Regions from separate parts of the Mus musculus genome. Here region 2 is linked to region 1. The links are chromatin contacts, called in public HiChIP or PLAC-seq maps. All regions are on one chromosome and are shown on one strand. Each heading gives the region's core, a stretch centred on a gene start, on an enhancer-like site or on the middle of the called end of the contact. The rest is flanking DNA. Distances are from core to core; before and after follow the strand shown. Region 1 holds the start of Tmem255a (transmembrane protein 255A). Region 2 overlaps Atp1b4 (ATPase, (Na+)/K+ transporting, beta 4 polypeptide).

What was found. HiChIP or PLAC-seq counts read pairs in DNA pulled down with a chosen protein or histone mark.
Region 2: an H3K4me3 HiChIP or PLAC-seq map of bone marrow-derived macrophages shows a contact between it and region 1, with 2.8 times the contacts expected there. The contact joins the enhancer-like site here to the promoter of Tmem255a in region 1. A contact is called at or near these places in 17 of 39 promoter capture datasets (the 3T3-L1 cell line, 3T3-L1-derived adipocytes, the C10 cell line and 9 more), 1 of 15 datasets of contacts at CTCF or cohesin (pro-B cells), 38 of 484 Hi-C or Micro-C datasets (the AML12 cell line, the C10 cell line, the G1E-ER4 cell line and 22 more), 3 of 115 datasets of contacts at active chromatin or transcription factors (bone marrow-derived macrophages, neural tube and stem cell-derived neural progenitor cells) and 1 of 9 other capture datasets (pancreatic islet).

What each region holds. Positions count from the first base shown.
Region 1 is chrX:38,249,438-38,254,779 of GRCm38.p6, reverse strand. It overlaps Tmem255a (transmembrane protein 255A), which reads left to right and starts at 2,299. Exons shown (of 10, transcript NM_172930.4): 1 at 2,299-2,536. The coding sequence starts at 2,479.
Region 2 is chrX:38,333,216-38,338,497 of GRCm38.p6, reverse strand. It overlaps Atp1b4 (ATPase, (Na+)/K+ transporting, beta 4 polypeptide), which reads right to left. Exons shown (of 8, transcript NM_001290389.1): 8 at 1,714-4,937. The coding sequence ends at 4,776. Among named protein-coding and RNA genes, the nearest start is that of Atp1b4, 20 kb to the right of the region's middle. Within about 2 kb of position 3,412, at least 16 of the 459 cell types and tissues checked have an H3K27ac peak or open chromatin away from gene starts, as enhancers often do. A contact at or near this core is called in the G1E-ER4 cell line and bone marrow-derived macrophages, where this site is marked.

The DNA.
Region 1 (5,342 bases), core at 1,050-3,549:
AAAGACACATACAGCACACCACTCTTTTAAACAGCTAACTCCCCTAGCTCTTTTAGAAATGATGTTCAATTGCCACAGATACTGCAGAAGGCAAGGCTTTTCCCTTCCTTCATTAAGGAGTCCTCACTGGTTTGTGGTTCTTTTCATAAAGGTCCAATACCATATGCTCTCTGCTTCACTGGATGGGTAGTGCATTTCTTTCTAAACTGAAAAAAGCTTAGTTGAATCCACTTAAAGCAGCATGCTCCGGTAAACAAGTTTGTATTTGGCATTTTGGGGCTCTCTCGCTGTATGGTTGCTATAGGAGAGCCACGTATCGCTGAAGAGGATGGTGGTAAACATTTTTCTCTAGCCTGTATAAATACTTCTTCTCTTCAAGGCTACTCTCGCAGAAGCGAAAATAAGCTAACGACAAAGCACCCCTGAGACATCAGTACTGTTCACAGGGGTTCTTCACATTAAGTATGAGATATTCAAAGTGGTAGAAAGAAGGGCTAAACAAACAGGACCGAAAGACTATCTTTGCAACAGCAAAAATCCAAGTTTTCCTTGGGCCTTTGTGCAGCTCCTGAAGAACGACCTACACGCCAAGCTTGATTAAGACACACATCTTTACAAGAGTGGCCATCTTGCCTCTATCTAGGACATGTGCCACAGATCTTTAGACCACATCTGTAGTGTAGAACTGCTAATAATACGTGACAAAGCATTCAACCTGGCCCCTGGGGTATCCAAGTTCTTTACAAAAGCCTTCCTTTTAACCTTCAGGAAGAATCTTTTCTTCCTTTGGAAGGTGGAAAAGGGCAAGGGTCTTTGGTTACATTTCCTGGGTAAGGAAACAATGTTTCGCAGCAGATTAGCAAGGCAGATCTGGGAGGAACACAGTACTTTCCTTCACCCGGTTGGTTCACGGTCAAGTCAGGAGGGGTGTGTGTGTGTGTGTGCGCGCGCGCGCGCCGCTCCCGGGTGCGCACATGTATGAACATGTGTGTTTGTCGAGATGAGAGGTAGATGTCAGGGGTGGTCCTTAACCACTCTCTCCACCTTATTTTGTGAGACAGCATCTCCGCATTGGACCTGGAACTGGCCAGCACCCCTGGGGAATCCTCCTGTGTTTGCCTCCCCAAGGCTGGGATTACAAATAAGTGCTGTTGCACCTGATTTTTCACTTGGGTGCAGGGGCATGGGACTCAGACCTCGGGCTTGCCAAACAGATGCTTTGTATATTGACCCCCTCCCCCTAGCCTGTCTGGACAATTTTACACTTAGCTTGGATTGAGTTGTGGAAGCAGGGCTGGAGAGATGTCTCAGCCCTTAAAGGCTAGGCCTTCACAACCTAAATTAGGAGTTGTGCAAGCAGGGCCACAGAGCCTGCCTCCTTAGCAAGAGCATTTGATATCCAGGTTTGCATCTCACCTCTGTAATTTAGTAGCTGCAAAGGCATGGAGAGTTTCAACTGATACTCAGTTTCTTCATCTGCAAAATGGGTCTATGGATCATTCCTTTTTCTCCCTTACACGGCTGCTATGGTCTAAAAAAGCCTATCTTGATATAAAATCTCCTGGAACAAAAATACAAACTGGGGTACTGATAGAGTGTCATGTTTTCTTTAGCTGAACCTCCTTATAACTCTTGGGGGGGGTTGTTGCTTTTCAAATTATCAGTTGTGATGAATAAGGCTGTGTTCTCTGTCTCTAACTGTATAATTTTATACACTCCGGTCACATCCCTTCTCAGCCTTCATCGTTCTAGACTAAAGAGTGCGCATTTGTTTAATCTATCTTCATAAGGCATTCTGCCCCCCCTCCAACCACTACCATCCTTTTGATTATAGAGTGGCCCTTTTCTGGACTGTCTCCAGCTCCATTATGTTATTCTGGAAGCTGTAAGATCAGACCTGAACAAGTGTGTGTGTGTGTGTGTGTGTGTGTGTGTGTGTGTGTGTGTGCCTGTCTGTCTGTGTCACTGTGTGCATTCTCCAGCTCCGAACCTCTAACTCTGTCCCCCTCCCCAATTATGAATCTTGTAAAAGAAAAGATGATCGCCCAAGACCTTCTGTTCAAACTGGGAGAAGGCCCCTTGGCCTCAGGCTGAAGCCTCCTTTTTCTCTCTGCGCAGCTTTGGCCCCAAGGGGCGAAACGGTCTCCCTGTCTGGCAGGCTGGGAGGTGGATAACTAGGATGGGGAGGCCGAGGGGGGAGGAAGAAAGGGGGGGTCTTGCGCAAGCGCACGCTGCTGCATGGACGCCAATGCTGCTGCCTCCCGGAGCAGAGGGAGGCAGAAGAGGAGGGAGGGAGAAGAGGGGGAGGGAGGGGGAGGCGGCACTTGGGCTGCAGCTCTCAACCCGAGGCAGTCAGTCCCTCTCAGCGCTAGGGAAGACCGAGAGAGGCAGCGGCAGAGTAGGATGCTCTGCGGGGCGCCCTGAGCCAGGGGCTCTTGAAGCAGCTTCGGGGACAGGGGCAACTGGACAGCTTTCACCATGCATCAGTCCCTGACTCAGCAGCGGTCCAGCGACATGTCCCTTCCCGATTCCATGGGTAAGTCCTGTCCTCTGGGAGGCAGCAGTAAGGGGGTAAGTGCGTTGTCCCCAGGACAGCCAGCTCCTGCCTGCCCCAGTGCCAGCCAGAGAGAGGGCAACCGGGATGGGGGTCCACAAACTCGAGTATCTGGAAGGTGGACCAGAGCCCCAAGGGAGCGGCCCAGCTGTGACAAGTGTGACGCGCTTGAGATTGGAGCGCCAAGCTAGGGTTGGAGTAGCCTTACCTAGCCCGGAGTGCATGTGAGTGTGTGTGTGTGTGTGTGTGTGTGTGTGTGTGTGTGTGTGTGTACAGACTTGCAGCTGTGGTAAATCTCAGCTGTCTGGGCATCAAAACACTTCCTCCAAACCTGTGCCTTTGCTTTCGATTCGACGCTCCTTCTTTGCAAAGTCCACATCACTTCTAAGATCACGACTAATGATAATTAGAAGAAGCAGGATCTTACCCCCCCCCAACACTCACACACACACACACACACACACACACACACACACACACACACACTCACTCACTCTAGGTGATATCTTGAAATTCAGACCTGCAGTGGTCCGGGAGCTGATTTACACTTCGCAGACCCGGTGTGTGGGGTGGGGTGGTGGTGGTGGGGTGCTACTCAAGGGAATGGGGGTAGAAGAAAGGGTATGCTGGCAGGACGGGAAATCCTGGGGAATCACTCAAGACAGCACAGCCTGGACATACGTAGCAGAATGATCAGTCCTTGAATTTGATTTCTATTCTACTCCAAACGCAGAGAGAGAGAGAGAGAGAGAGAGAGAGAGAGAGAGAGAGAGAGAGAGAGAGAGAGAGAGAGAGAGAGAGAGAGAGAGAGGTGGGGGGTGGTGGTGGTGAGAGCACTAGAAAAATAGGATCCAGCGCAAGCCCGCGCATCTTCTGAAGTCGCGCTTTCCTCTTCAGCGGAATGAAGGGGGAGGGGCACCTTTCAACACCTTCCTAAAATCTAGAGGTCCGCTACCGTCTTGCACCAACTTGGAGGCCCCTCGAGGGTGCTTTTCGGTAGCTACAAACGAATTTTAAGAAATAAAAAACAAAACGAAACAAAACAAAACAATTGCCTTTCGCTGTTAGGCACCTTCCTAAGTCTTCGCTGGGAGAAGAAATTAATTTGGAGCCTTGGGTAAGAGTGAAGGGATTGTGGAGCCATAATTCCACCTAAACTTAAAAATTGTCACTTTAATCTAGCCCAATTCGTCGTTTCTATCATATTTCACATTCTGCAAAACTCCTCTGTCCCGAATCTCTGCCATTCAGTCTTCTCAGCTCTTCTCCGATGAATTTGCTGGAACATGCACAGGGGAGGGGCAAGGAGATTGAGCCCAGTGTGAGCTCTCCGCTGCCTGCAAAAGACTCAGTCGCAACAAATTTCGTTCAAGGGCCCCCGAAAGTGTTATCATCTGAACGGTGGAAGGCCTGTCAGTAGAAGCCCTGCACTTTTCATTTTTAAGGTCGTAGTTATCTGGTGCTGGATGCAAAATGAGGCCAAGGTCTGGGGTCCAAATCCGAACCCAGCAGTACCAGACTTTCCAGTACCCTCCCCGCCCCCCACTCCACCCCTCGCATACACAGGCACACAGAACTCCAAAAGCACTCCTTGCCTTGGCCAGCTGCGGCGCTACCATGGCTCAGGCGCTACAGCATGAAAGAGCTGGGCGCGAGAGGGCGAGGGTTCTGCAGAGCCCATCCCAACTGTGTGCGGCAACCACCTGCAAACCAAACCCTCCCCACCCAGAACCCCGTCTGCGGGGACTGAGCAGACTGGAGGCACAGGGCTGAAAGGCTTGCTACCTGACACTGCTTTGTGGGTTTCAGAACAAGATGAAGAGAGTTCTCTCTTGTATTCCCAGGGCCCCCAGCCTGTCTTGCATTTTTCTAAATGTCTGGGCAACAAGAAGCTGAGCTCGGCAGTGCAGGGAAGGGACTCATAGATCTCAAAAGACAAGGAACGAACAATCATCACAAATAGCGTTTGGTAAAGAATCCACAGGCCAAACTCAGTAGAAAATTCTTGAGTAGAGTAATAGATAATTCTAGGTTCCCACAGTGTGGACAGGGGAGTCTCCCCGGAGTTCCCTGGCGCTGGGCCCACAGCCTAGGCCTGAATCAGCATCTAGCATCTAGGATACTCCACTTAACTAAGCTCTGGGTTAGTGTTCTGCCTCGAAGGGCAGCATTTCTGAGGGGATTCCTTTTACGGGCAAGACACAATCGTAGTCCCCAAAATTAAATGTCACACACACACACACACACACACACACACACACACACACACACACACCACCGCCCGCACCAGGGTGCCTGCACTACTTTTGCGGGCTGCTCTGAAGGAAGCAGACAGGGAATTGTGAAGATAGTAATTTGACTCCTGCGCACCTCCAACAGCTCCCAGCAACCCCCTCCTCCACTTTGGCAACAGCGCCCCCAAGCGCTGATACACCGCTACTACATCAGAGCATCCTCTTCACTTCCAACAGCACATTTGTAATTTACTGAGCCTTTTTTTTTTTTGATATCTCCATGTCCTGAGTAATTTACTAAAAAGGTGAAGGTAGTAGATTTCAGCACCTTTAGGTAAACGTTTGTGAGACCTGCAGAGCATTAAGGTTCTTGTGTGGGCAGCCACCTGTTTCCAGGGATGCTCGAGGCTGGGACTTGCTGAGATCCACTCTGCGGCAAAGCTGACCCAGGTAAGCAAATCCAAATCCATTCAAACCTTCGAACCTGAGAATTAATACGTCACCAACATCGCAGCGTGCCAAGCATTTTTGCAACATTCCAATAAACATTGCAC
Region 2 (5,282 bases), core at 2,163-4,662, 83 kb before region 1:
CATTTACATTTCCAATGCTATCCCAAAAGTCCCCCACACGCTCCCCCCCAACTCCTCCACCCACCCACTCCCACTTCTTGGCCCTGGCGTTCCCCTGCACTGAGGCATATAAAGTTTGCACGACCAATGGGCCTCTCTTTCCAGTGATGGCCAACTAGGCCATCCTCCACTACATATGCAGCTAGAGACAAGAGCTCCGGGGTACTGGTTAGTTCATATTGTTGTTCCACCTATAGGGTTGCAGATCCCTTTAGTTCCTTGGGTGCTTTTTCTAGCTCCTCCATTGGGGGCCCTGTGATCCATCCAATAGCTGACTGTGAGCATCCACTTCTGTGTTTGCTAGGCCCCGTATGCTTTCTTTAAATGATAGTTTTGTAACTAAGCCTTCTTCTGATTATTATCAAGTTACCCATTGCTATTTACTTCTTGCTGGGACTCTGATTAATGTTTTGCTCATTAAGGAACCTATAAGACAGTACATTCTGAAGAGAAATCTGCTAGGCTGTTCTTAAATTTTTTGGATCTCCCTATCAAATATTTTTGGCTTCTGCTAAAGAACTTCTTTTTCTTGATTTTGCAGTCATCAATCTTGTCTACCTTCACTGCCCCCAACACACATCACCATTTCCCCTCCCTCCATTCTATCTCTCCCTCCCCTCTTCTTCTCCCTCTCTCCTCCCTCCTTCCCTCTTCCACCCCCATACACCCTTTAACAACATGAATTTAAAACATTTCTGCATGGAGAAATGCACAGTGTAAATCACATTTTTGTATGATTTAAATTCCTTTAATATATACAGATATTTTAAGGGAAACTCAGCAAAAGAATGGACTCTAATGAAGAGGCAAGAACAGAAAAATGTATTTATCCCTTTTCTTAATATATCCCAAATGAAACATCTAGTAGATTGTCAGCTAGGGAAACTTCCAAGGAAATAAAATATCCCTGTTGCAGCCAAGCCTCTAAGTTGAATAAAGAGCTGGGGATATTTGTCTTCAGCTGCTATGTCCAGGAAAGATTCAAGTTGGGAGTCAGTTTGGGTGGTCAGATATGCCTGGAAGCCACCTAGCCAGGCTTCCATTGAGTGTTTGCAGGGATTCTATTTAGATCTTGGTTCCACCCCCCCCCCACCTCAAAGCATCACTTAGCGTGTACATGTCCTATATAAATAGAACAATTTATGGCAGGATTCAACCTTGATAAAGGAAGATGCTGGTCATGATGGGGGCCAAGTGTTTAGAAAAAGAGGGTAAAATAAAGGGGCAAAGCAAGATGGCTATGACAAAGCAGTTTTTTTGAGAAATTGAAAACTGAATACTGGAAAGAAAAATATTCTTAGATAAATCAGTTTTTATCTTCATGTCCCTATCAATCAGCAGTTCTCAACCTGTGGGTTGCAACCCCTTTCATAGGGGGTCTCCTAAGACCATTGGAAAACAGACGCAAAATTACAGTTATGAAGTACCAGTAAACTAATCTTATGGTTGGGGGGACGGGCACCACAATATGAGAAACTGTATTAAAAGGTCGCAGCATTAAGAAGGTTGAGAACTGCTGTTATAGAGAGGAAAACCAGCCTTCAGCTAATAGGTTGTCAGTTGTCAAGCTTTCCTTCCATGTGGCTTGCTGTTCAATATCCCTGTGGGTGTGTGTGGGGGGGGGAGGTGTAGGGGGTGTGGAGAGTGTGTGGAGTCAGTGATCAGATCCAGAAAGAGGGATCATACATTGCTTTTTATTTCGTTTATTGTTGGCACCAACTCCCCAAGACAGTATAAATATTTTCTACATCGAAGACTCCAAGTAAATGGATGCCTAAGGATGATTTCTTTAAAATAATGATTTCAAAGGAGTCAAAAGTGAAAACGCATACATAAACTATAGCAAGAACAAAACCATGAAGCCATGTGGAAGTAGTATTTCTCATTGACAAGTAAAGCCAAGTGCATTGCAACAGATGGTATAGAAATCAAATCCTGGTACAGCACAGTATGGGAGCCCATTTAAATTAATCAACTAGAAATTTATTGAACAGTTAGAATTGCACATGAACAAACATACTCATTAATCCAGTTCTGTATAATATCCAGTTTTGAATAAGAAAGCCATTTTTCATGTTCCAGCTGACAGCACAAACTGTCTTAGTACTTTTGAATACTTCTTTGAAACTGTGGACATTATATCTGCCACCGAATGAGAAACACATATGACAAAATCATTCCTAATTTCTTATCTAATAGTTAAACATATTCAACAGGACCATGTATTATGTATAAAATATAGCACCAGTAGTTGAATTCCTGTGAAATGTTAACTATTTTAACTCAAGTTTGACATGTTTCAGAATGTTTGGGATATGGTCTGTTGACTTTTAAAAAGATGGTACTTCCTGGTAAGCAGCAGCTCTGAGTTGAGAGAGCACTGGACCTGGAGTCAGATGCAATGCAGGTTGTTTCCCTTAAAGATCCTTTCCAGATCAGATGCTGTATACTCTTTTGCTATTAAATCTTAAGGTTTTGATTAAGGCCATTTTTAAATGGTCTCAAGCTGTTCTCGTTTTCATTTTTTATTAGTTTTCTGTTCAAAGGCTAGGAAACTTGAACTTTGTGAGAAAGTAACTCCGGAGGAGTCGGGATTTTTGTGTTGGTGTCTTATGTAGCCCTGCCGTCCCGCTCATCTTCTGTTGCTTGTTAAATGCTGTCTGCCCCTCACTAGTATGGAGAATATTTAGAAGGGCTCTGCAAGGGAGACTCCCAAGAGTAATAGCAGCCCATTCTGCAACAAGACCCAGAGAAAAGCACCACATTAGGAGCTAGATCAGTGTGTTTACATAACTGGCTCAAGTTCCCAAGATTAAATATTTCCTAAATGAGTTCACATCATCAAATGTTGCTTTTGTCTTCTGCTTTCCTTCTCTTCTACTCTACATGTGTTCATATCTCTACATCAGTGTCTGACCAGAGGAACTCACAAGATAAAACTGTCCCAAAGTGACCTCAACAGCTTCCTTTCCAATCTCTTTCTCTTTTATTCCTCGATTATCAATATCACTATCTCATTGATTTTTGCCAAGCTCAAAATCCTGGGCTCATTTGTCCACTCTTCCTCCTCTCCCCCAATTCCTGTCTTGGTTTTGTCCTTTCTGTCATGGATTCACTCCTGATGTTATGACTGCCCCAGTGCTCTTGATCAAATGCAAATGTGCTTACAGGGATTTCCTGATTAAACCACTTTAAAGACTCCCTTTCTCTCAACATCTCTAAGTACTTGTGCGATTCAGTCTCCTCATCCTTCCCGTGAGCTCTCATGTGAACTGTTCAGAATCACCAAAGCACAAGATGTCTTCATGCTTATGGCTTCGAATGTGTCATTTCCTCTGTTACTGTCACAGCTGGAGAGAGTCATTGTGCCTCATGTTTCCCATAGCATTTCCGTATACTATTTTTAGGTCTCTTGTCACCCTACATTATAGCCAGGTTTCACTTGTCTTTCCCCATTAGTCTTCCAGTTCCCTAATTTGGGAGAAACTAAACATTGTAGAGTAGATCAGATTCTGCAGCCTTGTAAGTGGAATTTAAGTTTGCTTTGGACCCTGAGACAGGATGCTGGTCTGTAATGCTTGCCTCCTCTTTTTGTCCCAGCCCTCCCCCTGGTGGAGGTGTTAAGAAGCGATTGGAATGGTCACATGGCCAAAGATAAAAACAAAGTCACTTGGCTGATCCACAACCTGAATAAACATCTGCCTCATGTGATTTTTTTTTAAAGTAGATGCAAAACTGGCTAATGAGCATTGGCTTCAGGGAGGCCTGACAGAAGCTTTCTGTCTTGCCATGTTTTAGCTGGAGAATGCTAATTTCAATCCCCAAGGTTATAGCTGTGGGTGGGGGGTGGGGTTCAAGGCACCCATCGCTGCTTATCTCAAAGAAAACCACACAACTATCAAGCATATGGGCCAAAAAGATTTGACCAAAGAATATTTTTTTTCATGTTTTCTCTTTTGCCTGGAGTGGAGAAAAACCCGTTTGCCTTTGGATGATTAAACTACAGAGCACTCAACAACCAAGCACACCCTATGCTAACAGTTCTTCTCACTTATACTAGGATCTAACTCTCCCCACAAAACGTCTCACAGAAGGTCTTCATCTCTAGCCCAGATCAATAATGTGTCAGCTTTGCTTGCTATCCTGCTGTCCTGCTGTCCTGGCTGAAAATAATGGAGTCTTTAAATCAGTATTGAGTCACCTATGGGAGACAGCCAAATTTTCAACCCCCCCCCCCCAGATATAAAGTTCTGTAGAGAGAGTAGTAGTCTTGGTTGGTCTGATGTTGGTTTCTGAGAAAAGACCTTGACAGGCAGTTTTAAAGATGTCTATGGGTTGGTTAGATTCTGGGAATAGTATCACCTCTAAAACCAACATATTTTTAGAAAACGTGATAGAACACTCTCCTGACCATGGTGAATGCTATCAGATACTGTTTTTGTATATAGTGAGACTTCTAGCAGCAAGAATAGGTCTGAATTTGAAGTGAAGGAGCAGAAATTAATATAGTCATATTTGTCATCAGGAGAGATGATGACCTTAAAAAAAAACCAAGCAGGTCCCACAATATCACTTCATACACACGTCAAAGGCAAGGAAAGATGATCTTAGGGGTCCATCTGGCTGTGTCTTAACTGAAAAAAGGAATTGAGGGGCTACCAGGGGTGACACAAAATAGAACATAATCAGAATTAGATTATGGTGGAGTGGCTGGTGGGAGTGGCTCCCTGGAGTTCCTAGGTTTCTATGTTCAGGGTAAAGATTATCCTCCCAACAAAACGATCATTGATGACATCATTTACGATGCCTTTGCCCTTCAGCTGGCACTGTACAGGCACTGCTTGGTTCTTCACCACATCTGTAAAATGCATTGCCACCAGCGGGGAGGTGTAGTTAACCTGTAGGTGCAAGAACAATGAATTCTAAATGGGTCAAGTGGGCAGCGAGGATGGGGCAGGGGTGATGATCAGATACTCAAGGCAGGTTAGGATCGCATCAGCAGAAGAAACTGTGCAGATTTCATGATGCCAAGTCCCAAATGTCCACAGTAAACAATATACTTTCCCTACTTTGGAGAAATTGTTTGACTTGCTTATAAGTTTGTGTCAAGATGTCTGACTATCCTCTGGGGGAAACCAATTCTGACTCAGAATGATTTGGTTTTTATGGATAGCAGACCAGAAATCAAAGCCAGAACTAATATACATCAAGATGCCATACTGGACATGAAGCTTGTGCTGGCT